2 separate regions of the Urocitellus parryii genome follow, and region 1 is linked to region 2. Evidence: chromatin contacts called from public Hi-C data. All regions are on one chromosome and are shown on one strand. The core of a region is the stretch at or near the end of the contact, and the rest is flanking DNA. Distances in the headings are between cores, read along the strand shown. Region 1 holds the start of Golph3 (golgi phosphoprotein 3). Region 2 holds the start of Sub1 (SUB1 regulator of transcription).

The links. A called contact is a pair of places that touch in the nucleus more often than the background predicts.
Region 1: a Hi-C map of muscle shows a contact between it and region 2, with 5 times the contacts expected there. The contact joins the promoter of Golph3 here to the promoter of Sub1 in region 2. A contact is called at or near these places in 2 of 2 Hi-C or Micro-C datasets (liver and muscle).

What each region holds. Positions count from the first base shown.
Region 1 is chr1:23,700,198-23,707,389 of mUroPar1.hap1, reverse strand. It overlaps Golph3 (golgi phosphoprotein 3), which reads right to left and starts at 3,457. Exons shown (of 4, transcript XM_026390125.2): 1 at 2,912-3,457. The coding sequence starts at 3,136.
Region 2 is chr1:23,336,624-23,343,345 of mUroPar1.hap1, reverse strand. It overlaps Sub1 (SUB1 regulator of transcription), which reads left to right and starts at 2,681. Exons shown (of 5, transcript XM_077795555.1): 1 at 2,681-2,758; 2 at 5,077-5,149. The coding sequence starts at 5,078.

The sequences.
Region 1 (7,192 bases), core at 2,208-4,707, 360 kb before region 2:
TTTCCTAATAACCCATAGGTCAAAGAGGAATTCCAAAACAATTTTTTAATATTTTAAATTGAATGAAATAATGTAATTTGTGAGATATTTAAAAAATAAGCAAATTGGTATGACAATAAAAATAAACAAACGACAATTTCACACAACATGGACTGACCAATGAAGAACAAAAGCCAGACACAAATAAAAGTACAAAAACCAGGCAAAATTAAGTTTATCCTGAATTTTAAAGTTAAGCAAGTGGTTATTCTCAAGGAAAAGATAGTGACTGGAAAAAAATTCAAGTGAGGTTTCTGGAGAGTTGGTCATAAACTATTTCTTGCCCTACATACCGATTTAACAGGATTCAGTTTGTAAAAATTTATGTTTATTTGCATTTTTCTGCAGGTTTATTGTCATCCAACATTTTTAAAGAGCCAAAATATGTAATTAATAAACCTGGGTTTTTTAATCAGAGTAAAATTTCATTATTAAGAAATTTATTTAAATGATTTTAATTTAAAATAAGGCTATAATATATGCACATATGTATGTATATATACATATATGTAAAACATGCCCAACAATAACGACTTGCCTAAAGTTTAGCTTTCAAATATCTTTAAAGTACTGATATTACAAAAGTGATTAAGTTAAAATAAACAGTGCATTTACTAATCCATATTACTACAGTTTAGAATTTATTAATAACAAATTTGGTAAGTTGAAATCTAATATTAATAAGCATAAATGCCTACGTTTGGGGTAAAAAAGCAATTCCTGCCCCCTAAAAAGGGTGATATAAGACATGGGAGAGGGGAAACTTACCAAGCAGGAAAACATGAATGGATGAGTTCACAGTACAGGTAATTACTATGTGAGTATGTGATGAAAGAAAAAAATAGAGAGGTTAATCTCTAAAACCAAAATCTAAGACAAATGCAAAACCCCAGATCACAACTCCTCAGACCTGCCTACAAAAAAGCAGGGGAGGGGAGGCCTATGTGGTTGTTGAAATCAGCAAGAATAATTAGCTATTGTGGACCTTGTCCATGACTTGCAAAATATAGTGACTAGTAACAAACATATCAGATGGTTTCAATTACCTTCCAAAGAACTTCAAATTGTCTAAATAGTGTAAGTATCATTAAACATCAACAAATTCTTTAATTATGTTCTTGAGGCCTAATCACAGAAAACAGCAATGGTAATAGCTTTAAACACGAAGAGTTAATACATATTTGGGGGGAAAAAAAGAAGAGGTACTTCCTCACATTAGTGACTCAACACCTAAAGCTACTTTTTGTTTTAGCATTTCTTTATAATTTAGTTTTACACAGTTTTATTCAAACAGAAATATCAAAAACTAAATTATTAACCAGAAATGCTTGCTTTCTTCATTCTGCTTTTTTGATATTTTCTAAAATTGGGGGGGGGGCTTAAATAAAAATATTTAATAGTTTACTAACAAGATTCCAAACTCTGAAACCTAAAAAAGGTCAAGTTGAATACTTTCTAAACCACATTTCTGGACATTAATATCTACTTTGTTTATTCATCCTCACAAAAAAGGAAATTCACATATGGCCTACTTTTATCATCACAACTCGGCAAAACAGACACTGGGGTCCCTTTTACAGTCAAAGAGACATCAACTTTTTTCAAAGTGGCTGTTATTAAGATCTGAGAAATCAAGATATTGCAGACACCCTAGACATTTCTATCAAGGTAAAACTTAATGCATTAGATTACTAAATTACAAACAGTCCATAAAAAGACTCATCTATGCCTGATAAAATCTGGGGCATTAGGAAAAGAAAGTTTTATTGGGATGAAATCTTTTGCCCACCTTCCCAAATGAAAAATTAACTTAAAACAAACTTCTGCATCTGACTCTCAAAAGATGTTGTCTAGTTTCCACACTAAGGTAAAAAAGCTCCTAGGGCCATACAACTCATCATTTATAGAATATACAATCATGTATTTATGTACAGATCTCTTTAAAATTCAGTTTTGTAGCTGGGTGTATACGTGGAAAAGCAAATAAAACAAAATAGTTCTATTAGAGTCTAGACGTGAGTATATATAAAGATGTTCACTGTAGTTTTTTTCCCCAACTTTTCTGTGTGTGATAATTCTGGATATTAGGATGAAAATGATATATTTCAAAAGTCAGAACACAAATATCAATCGCAACTACAACCTATCTAAATCTTTGAAACCTTTCATCAAATTACAAACCTAGCATTTCAAGCACTTTAACGAAAAAAAGCCGTTCCTTTAAAACGTCAAAATTTTCTTCATAACAGTCAACTAATAAAATTTAACAGCAATATTAAAGATAAACTCTCACCTAAAGCAAGATCATCTAGAAAGTCGTTTTCCAAATTTCATCACAACTTATGACTTTCAACTTTAATGGGAAAAATAACTTTTTCCTCCGAATTTTTTCATAACACCAAATGGTATACCTTAATCTGTTCAAAAGAAAATACAAATCCCACGACAAGCGGATCTGTATCCCTCCCAGGTCCTAAAACCCGCAAAACCCAAGAGTTCAGGGCGCTGGAGGTCCTGGGTGTTCGGTCTAGCGGGCAGTCTCCAGGGTGGAAATGCAACCTAGGATCTACCCAGGCTGAACAGGCAGAGAAAAAGCGAGGAACGAACGCAGACTGCCGAGTGTCGAAATGGAAAGAGACTGTGAAAGGGGGAAGGAAAAATCCAAGCAATCTGTGCGAGGAGGATCTGGAAAGCACCGGGCGGCGCAGGAGGGAGCCAACTCAACACTCCTCGGGGCAAGCTGGGCGCTCCTGGCCTCCGGGCTCAGGAGCGAGGAGGGCAGGTGCGCGGGCCCAAGGCCGGCGCCCACCTGGAGCCCACCTGGGGCCCGGGCCCCGTGCCGCCGCCCCCGCCCTGCCCGCCGCGCCCGCACCTCTCGGTCCTTGAGGCCCAGCAGGAGCACCTCCTCCATCAGGGTCAGCCGCGTTTCCTTGGAGTCGCCCTTGTCGTCGTCGTCCTGCTCGTCGCGGCGGCTCTGAGCGTCGTCCTCGCCGCTGCCGCTGCCGCCGCCCGCCGCCCGCTCCTTGTCCGCGGCGTTACGGGAGGCCTCGGTGCGCCGCTGCACCAAGCCCGAGCTGCGTTGGGTCAGCGAGGTCATGGCTCGGGCCAAGGAGCCGCGCCGGGCCGAGAGGGACGCGGGACCAACCGGGTCTCCCTCCTCCTCCTCCACCTCCTCCTCCTTCCCCCGCGGCCCCCGACCCGGGCTTCCGTGTTAAATCACTGTTCTAGGGCGACGTCGGTCGGCAGCTGGTCCGGGAGCAGTCATGGGGAGACGGGTCGGGGTGAAGCGGGTGGGACCGGCGTCGGCAGGGCGGGAGATGAGCGCCTTCCTGCCAGCGGCCGCTGCCCCAACACAACCCAAGCTCCCCAGCGGAGGCGGCGGCAGAGGCCTTCCAATATGGCGGCGCTAGCTGACGTCACCAGAGGATGTGGCAGAGCCGGCGAGGGGCGTGTCCGGGGGCGCCGGAAGCGGCTGGATCGGGCGGGACTCTTGGTCTTCACCGCCCACCGCTCCGGGCCTGCGAGGTTCGCCCAGCCTCTCAGTCGCTACGTACCCTGGCGTCGGCTCCCACACTCGAGGCGTGTCCCGCGTCTGTCGGCCTCCCCGCTTCGCCCCTCACTACTTGGGCTGGAGCCAGAGGCCCCCAAGACCCCCTACGGGTGCAGCCCGATCCCGGGCGCCCTAGGTGGACCCCGCTCGGCTCGTAGCTGTCCCCTTAGCACCCCAGACACTGTGGCCTTAAGAGGAAGCTCCTGTCTTTGCGTCCGGGATCCCGCTTGGACGCCCGGATCCCCGCGAGCTGCAGGAAGGACTTTGCTCGCTGCTGGTGAGGTGCCAGAGGTGCGCTCTCTACCGGGACTTCCTGGCCCTTAAGAAGGAGCACCTGCATCCAAGTGGCTCAAAGTGGACTGGTAGTGTTTTCCAGGCGTAGAGAGGTTAAACAAATTGACCATTGGCTACTGCTGGTAAACCTTTTTTCCTTCCTTGCCTTCGACTTGTCCAGTAAAGTGACCAGGGCTCGGTGAGTGCTGTACACTTAGTACTGAACACGGGAATACACTCGACCTTAACGATCCTTTTATGGAGACAATAAACCTGTTGGGTTTCATGCCACGTCTTTGTTCACATTAAATCTGTAAGTAATGACTAGGTTAAATCCTCTTGGCGTGCTTGACAGTTTGTTCAAACCATGTTCGAGAATAGCAGTCAAGGGCTGGGATTGTGGCTTGGTGGCAGAGCACTTGCCACACACGTATGAGGCACTGGGTTCCATCCTCAGCACCACGTAAAAATAAATTTAATAAAAGGTACTGTGTCCATCAAAACTAAAAGAAAGTAAGAAAGAGAGAAGGAAGGGAGGGAGGGAGGGAAAGAAAAGAAAAGAGAAAGAAAATTTTAAAAAAGGAATAACTGTCAAACGGGAAAACCTGAGGGGTTTGGAGGAGTAGGAGAGGGGAGCTGACATTGTGGGTCATCCAGTATTGTTTCAAATAATGAACACAGGCTGTGGCTGAGCAATGGTTTAGATAGATTTGTTTCCCCCTCCACAGATCCAGAACTCCTATGTACCAGATCAAGCCCAGGAAAGTGAGAATGCTCAATGACGCCACTGTGGAAGGGTGTGCACCAAGCCTACCTGACCTTTTTCCTGTCTGGTCAAAGTCAGTTTCCCCTCAGCCAGTTTCTCCCATCCAGGTCCTTTCCAACTTTTTGTTCTTTCATCTCTCTTCCAGTTCTTTACCAAATAAATTAAAGCATGTTTCTTTGTGAAAGAAATGTAATTAATTTACTATGTGACTTAGTCAAATCCATAGTTCAAAATGTATAAAATTGTGTGTACATAAAGAATGAAATAGTGGCATTAGCAGGTAAATGGATGGAAATGGAAACCATCATGCTAAGGGAAATAAGTTAGACTCCAAACATAGTGTTGAGTGGTTCTTTCATATGTGGAAGCTAAAGTAAAATAAGGGAAAGAAGGCAGTGTCACAGATTGGATATCAAATATATAGGGAAGATCAGTAGAGTAGGAGGTGGAGAAAGGAAGGAGGAAGTATGAGAAAGGGGAGGAAATTTGGAATGAATCTTTAACAAAATCACATTACATGCATACATAAATGTGCCAAAAGAATATCCACCTTTATATGTAGAAAATATCAATCAAAAATAAATAAAAGAGCCAAAGAGAGTAGAGGAAGGAGAATAGGGGGAAGAAGGAAGGGAGTGGGAGATAAGGATTGAAATCAAATTCCTTGCATGTATGACTTTGTCAGAATGAACCCAACTACTATGTGTAATGCTCTAACTTAAAAAAACAATGTGTGTGGGGCTGGGATTGTGGCTCAGGGGTAAAACACTTGCCTTGCATGTGCAAGGTGCTGGGTTCAATCCTCAGCACCACATAAAAATAAATAAATAAAATAAAGGTATTATGTCCAACTACAACTAAATATACACACACACACACACACACACACACACACACACACACATTTTTTGTTAACTGTGTAGCCAAAATCTTCCAGCACTGCTCCTGTTTATCCAGTTGGCCCCACCCCCTGCTCTCCTGAAGATTCTACAATATGCCAGCAATTCTCTGATAATCTTCCCTTAAAATGTGAAGCCAAACATCCCTCCGCTTGAGTGTGGGCCAGACTTAGTGACTTTTCCAATGAAGAGAATGTGGCCAACATGACTGTGTGTGACTTCTCAGACTAGGTCATAATATTCTTTGCAGCTTCTTTCTTTCTCCCATAATCCCATCATTCACTTTGGGGGAAGCCCATTGCCATATCTTGAAAACAATGGGAGAGCTATTCACTAAGAGACCACTGGGCAATGACAAAGTCTGTATGAATTTATCACAGTGAAGCTTTTGAGAAACATAAAATTTCCAAAAGGATCTATCATGTAGGTGGGTATATACAGGGACTTTGTGCCTTAACCCAATAAAAAGGCCTTGTAAATGAAGCTATAAAAATACCAGAAGAAAACCATGGATGAATTATTTTATAACAATAGAAAGGAAAAGCATTTATCACCATGACACAAAATCTGATTTAAAAAAAAAATTAAAATTACATATTCACATAAAGTTGCAAAATTATTACAGAAGTGTCTTGCATACCCCTAATCCAATTTCCTCCAGTGGAAACATATAACTATGATATGCTGTCAAAACAAGGAAATGAGAAGTGAACATTAGCACAATTCACACATTATTCAGATTTCATTGCTTTTTATATGCACTGTGTGTGTGTGTGTCTGTGTCTGTGTATGTAGGTCTATGCAATTCTACCATATGTACTCACCATCACAATTAAGATATAAAGCTGGTTCATCACAACAATCCTCATGCTACCCCTTATAGTCACAGCTGTCTCCAGCCTCTCACCCCACCCCATTTGTAACCTCCAGACCTGTTCTCCATCTCTATTATTCTGTCATTTGAGAATGTTACATAAACGGAGTCATACATTATATAGACTTTTGGGATTTGCATTTTTCTTCTGCATAGTTCTCTTGAGATCTATCCAAATTGTGTATATCTATAGTTTATTTCTTTTTATCTTTGAGTAGTATCGGATAATACATGTGTAGTACAGTTTGTTTATTCATTCATTGAAGGACTTTTGAATTGTTTCCACTACTATGAATATTTACATGTTTTTGTGTGGATACAAGTTTTCACTTATCTGGATTAATGTCCAGAAGTACAATTGGGAAGAAAGGAAGGAAGAAACAAACAAACCCAAGAAATTGTTTTCTAGAGAGGTTGCTATTTTACATGCCCAGACTAACTTTTTATGAAGCATAGAAGTATAAAAATAAGTAGCAAATCTTTCAGAGGCATGCAATAAATTTTTTTCCTTTTAAAATTTGATAAGAGAGCTGTAGATGTGGCTTAGTGGTAGAGGGCTTGCATGGCATTCATGAGGTCCTGGGTTTGACCCTCAGCGCTGAAAAATAAAAAGCAAAAAGAATTGGGCAGGAAAAATGTAATTAACCATTAATTATATGTCAAAGAAGGCTCTGTTTTACATGTTGCTTTTATTTATTTATTTTTAGTTTTTTAGGTGGACACAATATCTTTATTTTATTTTTATGTGGTGCTGAGGATCGAACCCAGTGCCTCACGCATGCCAGGTGAGC
Region 2 (6,722 bases), core at 1,432-3,931:
TAACATGTGTGAGGCACTAGGTTTGATACCACATAAAGATAAATAAAATAAAGGTCTATCAACAACTGAAAAATATATTTAAAAAAAAGTCAAGCAGTGTTAGAAGAGTTTGGGGAGGTGTGCTTTCACATTTAATGATCAGACTTCAACTCAATCTCCTGTGTTCTCTACTTCACACCCCCTCCACACATTTCATTTCTGCCTCTCCATTTTTTTCCAGAGAATATATAGCCCTTTTCTGGGGTGAAAGGTGGGGATAGTTGGGGACCCAGGAACTGGGGTAATTCCTTCATCTGTAGACTCAAACACTCCCATTTTTTAAAAAACCCACTGACTCTCCTCTGACTTCTGGTCTGCAGTTCTTGGCTTCTGTAGGATCTTTTTTTTTTTTTTTTTTTTAAATACCTTTATTAAATATTTATTTATTTTTGTGTGGTGCTGAGGATTGAACCCAGTGTGCCTCACATGTGCTAGGCAAGTACTTTTAACACTGAGCTACAACCCAGCCTTGTATAGAATCTTTTTTTTTTTTTTTTTTTGAGAGAGAGAGAGAGAGAGAGAGAATTTTTTTTTCAATATTTATTTTTTAGTTTCGGTGGACATAACATCTTTATTTTATTTTTTTATGTGATGCTGAGGATTGAACCCAGCACCCCGCGCATGCCAGGCGAGCGCGCTATCGCTTGAGCCACATCCCCAGCCCCCTCTATAGAATCTTTTACTTTGCCAAATCCCTTACAGATTCTCTGTTGACCTTCTTCATACTTTGGGATTCTGCATCACTATGTTTGGTGTGGCAGCCATCCGAATACACCTCTTAGATCTCCTACTGCAGGGAATGTGACTAACCTAGGGCTTGGTAGTCACGATTGGGCACAGTCCTTAATATGTGCTGCTCTACTGGGGACTTAGGCTTCCTTTGCCTCCTGAGCATGCCTCCTCTTCTGCTGCTCTTTGAGGCCCAGAAATTTATTTTTGGTGACAGCTTTGAGTCTGCACAATTCCAAGGCTGTGCCAAAAAGGAAGGTTGGCACTCTCTCCTATGCATGCAATGAATGCAAGTGGATCTCAAAGTAGAGTTGCTTGGAACCCACTGGGGTTGAATTTAGAAAAACAGATTTTATTTTTTTTTACTCCTAATGCATACTCCAAACATGTACAGAGACTTCAACTGAGATTATATTCACTCATACTGAATGAGTGAATGAGCTGCGAATGGACTTTGAGCAGTTCCCTGTACTGGATTAAAGGGAGTTATAGCTCTAACTTGGAGGAGAGGGAAGGGAAGTTATGACTGGCTCTGAACCCTGTCCCTTCTTCAGCCAGCACCCAGCTTTCCAGGGAGAACCATATTCATGGCTTCCAGGGCCCAGGCAGCCTGATAATCCTCTAGTTAACCCAGTATGTGAGCCTTCTCTGACCAGATATCCTGAGAAGTGGGCCTTGACACAAAGCCCTGAGGCACTATTGATCCCTAGGAAACTTTGGTCATCTGACCATAGTGTCCATGCAGGAGTTTCCCTAACTGCCTTTGGGTGTGCAAATTCCAGGCTCCCAAGCTACCAAGCTGAAACTGTGGTTACTGGGTGCAGTTCATCTTTTTATAATTTTAATTTTTCACTTTACTTTTTAACTATCTTATTGAAGTATATCTTACCTACTATAAAGTTTACAACTGTAAACACATGTGTAAGCAGTACCCAGATATTTCAGCATCACAGCAGTTTTCTTTATACTTGTCCTTAATGACCTTCTCCAGGGCAACCTGACCTGGAGGTCGGTACATAGATTATTTTGGCCTATATTTGGAACTTCATACATAAGGAATTATACAATCAGTGTTTCATTTTTTTTTTAAAGTAATAGGAAATGGGATAGAGGTTTTCCATTCTCCTTTAGTAAGTAGCAATATGAGTTAGTGCAAAGTTTGAATCCTTAATTAACTAGTTAATTTAACCATGTTGACCCTTGGTTTCCTCATCTATAAGATGGAGAGAATAATCATTCCTATTTTGGAAAAAGCTCATTAGGATGAGCAATATATATACAGCACCTCATACAGTGTGTGGCACATGGTGGGTACTGGCAAAATCTTTGTTGAATAAATATATTGATCCTTGGTTGTAGTAAACCTTTACCAAACATGTTATAATAGCTTATTCTGCTTATAGAATGGATTTTTTTTTTTTTTTTTTTTTTTTTTTTTTGCCTACTGTGAAGTACCTTACACCTTCATGACTAGAATTTAGGCCTAAGGGCTGTGTGTCTAATAAGTTCTGCTAAGATTTCTTACACTTTGTGGAATTAAATGCTGGGGCTGTGGCTTCCTTCCTTTGGATTTTAGCAGCCATAGTTAGATACTGAGGGTGAATGGAATATGAAGAGGCAAATTTCTGGGAAAATGGGCCAGCATGCTTTCTTTTTTAGTACGGTCTTTTCGTTTCAATAGAATAAACATTTATTGAACCAGTGCAAAGTTCAATGCTTGTCATTTCATGTTTCATTCGCACCCTCATTCCTTCTCAGGTTAGGTTCAATCTTTAAGGCACTTCACTTCAGCGGCAACCCCCCAGAACGAGGAGAGGCCCCTTTAAGGCCCTGGAAAGGGTCTAGGTGTCGGTTTCGGCGGGGAGGCCACGCCCCATCACGTGTGCAAGTTCCAACGGGGCGGGGCCTGCCTCTCTAGTCTGCCGTCACTTCCGGTTCTCTGTCAGTCGCGAGCCAGCGAGCAGAAGGCTGTCGACTGCAGAAGCGGAGCGTGAGTATGCGGGCCCCGCCTCCACCCAGTCGCCGGTACCCCCGTGGCTTTCTGGGCGATGGCCGCAGGAAATGTCGGTTATGCTTGACCTGCCTGTTCCTTCCTTGGCGTTCCCGAATCCCCTCTTCTGTGCCCGACAGGGCGCCTCGCGCACTTGGGCCTTCTGTGCCAGACGCCCGTCTTGGGGTACCGAGGCCAGGCTGCGGACAGGGCTCTCCCGGGCGGCGGGATGCGGTTGGGCGGGGGCGAGGAGCCGCGGGTAGGGGACCGGGCGACCCCGGGACAATGGGGCGACGGCCGGGGCGCGTGTGAGGCCTGCCCCCGCCAAGGCCTCCCTCGGCCCTCACCCTGGCCGCTAAGGGAGCGGGGCGCTGTGGGGAAGGGTGAGAGCGGACGCGGTGGGGAGGGGGCTGTGGGGGAAGATGGCTGGCTTGCGGGGCGGCGGAACGCAGCGAGAGGAGAAAATGGCGCTTGGTGCAAGTCCCTCCCCTTCCCACACCGTCTCCTCGGCACTTCGCCGCCTCGCACGCCCCCTCCGACCGACCTGCCTCCCCTCGCCCCAGCCGTTTCCAGCCCCTTGGTTCTAGTAGCTTCCTGGCAGCGCGCGACCCCCTTCTCTGTCTCTGTTCTTGGCACCTTTGTACGCAATCCTGTGCCCGTCAGTCCTAGTTTGTCTTAACCACGTTTTCTCTAATCCTCCTCCACGCGGTTAGCAAAGGCTGAAGATTTTTTTTGTTTGCGTCTTGTACATAATTCTACAATAGTTTCTTCACTTACCATTTGCCAGAATTATGCGCTCGCCCCATCCTTTGGAACAGTAAAACCTCATTAAGCTTAAGTAACGATATATTTTGTCAAAAGTTTAGAGGCTGGCTTTAGCCACCCTCCCTTGCTTTCTTCTTGAATGGACTTAATTTGAGTTAAATAAGAGGTGGTTCTTTGAAATGGTGTTAGGTCCCAGGCAGCTTTGGCTAATAGACGATAGTTATGGTTGATTGATTGCAAGTGAAAAATAGATTATATTCAATTGCATCTTAGAAAGGTTTTTTTTTTTGGGGGGGGGGAGGGGGCAGCTGTATTAGCGAGCATAGAAAACTGAGTTAAATTGATTTTGGAGATTAGGTTGTAAAATGGAGCAACAACAGGAAAACCATATGAAACTTGGTTATGAATGATGCTGTTTCCCTCTGAATTTGCTTTTCTCATTTTTAAGAAATTACTTATTAAAATCTGCATGGTCGGGTTGGGCACGATTTGAGCTTTTTTGAATTTCGTCAGGATTGAGATGGCCCATTTTTTTTTCAACCTTGACCTCCTATTGTGAAACAGTCAATGCCAGTGCCAATGCAATTTTAATATACAGAGCTAGATTATGAATTTTTTTGAGGAAAAATTCAAGTCTTTCCCCCCCTATATTCAATATTTACAGAGTGTGTTGTGTTTATTAGGCCCTTTAGGGCATACAAAAATTTAATAAGGACCTAGACTCTTCAGACCTGGAGGGAGCTAAAGGCAATTTGATAATTAGCATTTTAACACCTGGTTATAAAAGTTCCTTAAAAGAGGTACCCACATGCCTTGGAATTCCAGGAGATTTGAGATTTAGGCAAAAGCCTCTGCTCTCTGCTTTATGCTTAGACACTAAGTAAACATCCATTTATAAGCAAAGCACTAGATTATCTGTAGGGGGTTTTGCCTTTCACAGATACATATTGTTCAAATTTATTTCCAAGTAGAAAAATGAGGGTAAAGTCGAATTATGGATAACTTTGTGAACTCTGAATTAGTACCTGTTATTCTGATAGTGTTGCCAAAAATTTAAAATTAACATACAGAATAGGTAAAAGATATGATTCTAATGGCAAAATTAATTAGATATCACATTTGTATAGTACAGCTGATTCCTGTGTTGTGTTATGTTGAGGTCCATTTTCAGTGATCTCTAGTCTGATATCTAGTGAGAAGTATACAGTAGTACTAAATAGAATTATCTACATTTCTTCTGGTTTTAACAGTAATTGTAAGCTGCTTTCTTGACTCTACCCTTCCATAAACTTATGATCCTTCTATAATGAAGCATTGAAAAGATCCATTGACTTTGAACAAGATAAAAGGTGAATTTAGTTCTTTCTCATAACTAGGCTCAGAACGTTTCACTCTGCTTGTCAAGAATGTAGGTTAACCCTTGTTAATGAACCTTTGTGTTCAATATAGCAACTTTAGTGCCATAAGATGATAGAATGAACCAAGAAACTTGTTCTTTTTTGAAGGTGGTAGAGCTATTTGTAACTTATTTACATAATGCATTTTTTTTTCAGAATGCCTAAATCAAAGGAACTTGTTTCTTCAAGCTCATCGGGAAGTGATTCTGACAGTGAAGTTGAGAAAAAGGTGACTGTTACTGCATCAGGTCATTTTTGTAATGCTTGATTTAGCAATATTGCCCACATCTATTTCCAAGAGATAGTAAAAGGCATAACCCAGTACTAACATGAAAATCTGAGTTTCTGAAAATGCAGAATGACCTTTGGATCATTTGACTAAAAGTACTTAGTATGCTTTTTTGTACATCCATACCTGCTGACTTGAAGGTACAGATTTAGACCTACATTCTACTTAACAAAATCTTTATTGAGAACCTTTAGAAACCTTAGCATCGAAGAATAATTTCCATAGACTGACTCTAGGGGAATAGAATTCTAATTAGGCCAAAGATACTACTTGCTGTTATTCAGAAATGTGACTAATCTGTAGATATTATTTGTAGTAATTGCCGAATTAGCAGAATTTTTAAATGCCAGCATTCTCAGTCATCTGTGTTTATTTGCCCACAAGTATTACTGAATTTTGGGCTTGCTACGTTTTAAGTTTGAATATTATTTGCTCTGATTCCTTCCTTTTAGTTTAATTATCTTCCAGCAAAGCTGATGTGGTGAATCAACCCATTTTCACAGAATGGGCTTTTTCTGCATTAGATGACAACTGCTCTGTAAACTCTGCATTCCACTTAACTGAGCGTCTCAATGGAGCATAACGGAGCATCTCACTTGCTGCGGTCAAGACTTCCTTCCACACAGACCTATTCTTATAGAAGTTTACATATATGAATAAACATTCATATCCTAGAAATGGAATTAGTTGATGGCTTTCTTCCTAATTACTATATTTCCTTTGTGAAAATAAGTAATTAGCTTTTGTAGATCTGTGGTTTCCAAGATTTTATGCTTTATTTAGCAGCGGGCCCCTCATGCCCCGTTCCCCAAGCAGTACTAGCTAAGAGAAAAGGGAGAGCTTATGGGAGAATCTTAGAGAAGTTGGATCCTTGAAGTGTAAGTACAGAATATAACATCACCTCAATTTTAGAGTAAGGATTCAGAGAGATAATTGTGAATTAAGTGAATTTCTTATTTTAAAAATTTATATTAGTGTAGCATTTGAGTATGTTCATATAACAAATTTGTATTGAACTTTGCTCTACCAGGCATACATTATTCAACAGAGAATACTTAGATCTTGATTTAAAGAATAATTTATTTTATTTTTGCCATTTGTCTCAAATTCAAATACTAGTATTAACCTTGTGAACATTTATGGTAAATACATCATGTTTTTTTTTTATTTCATAAACACCTATATGTGAATAGTATTACCTAGTTTCAACTAATTTAGTACATTAATTTAGCAACTTAAAATATTAGTTTACACTTTACCACTAAGAAGGAACATGACTGCCCTCTACTGTTTGAGCTGGGAAACTAGTGGTTTATTAGTAATTAGCTTTTTTGGGGGGGGGATGGGTGGGAATGGGGTCTTACCCTGTTGCCCAGGTTGTTCCAAACTCTTGGGCTTAAGTGATCCTTTTGTCTCAGCCTCCCAAGAAGCTGGAACTACAGGCGTGCACCACTACATCCAGCTTGTTAACTTATCTTGAGAATAAGACTATGTAAAAAGCTTTTATAATAAT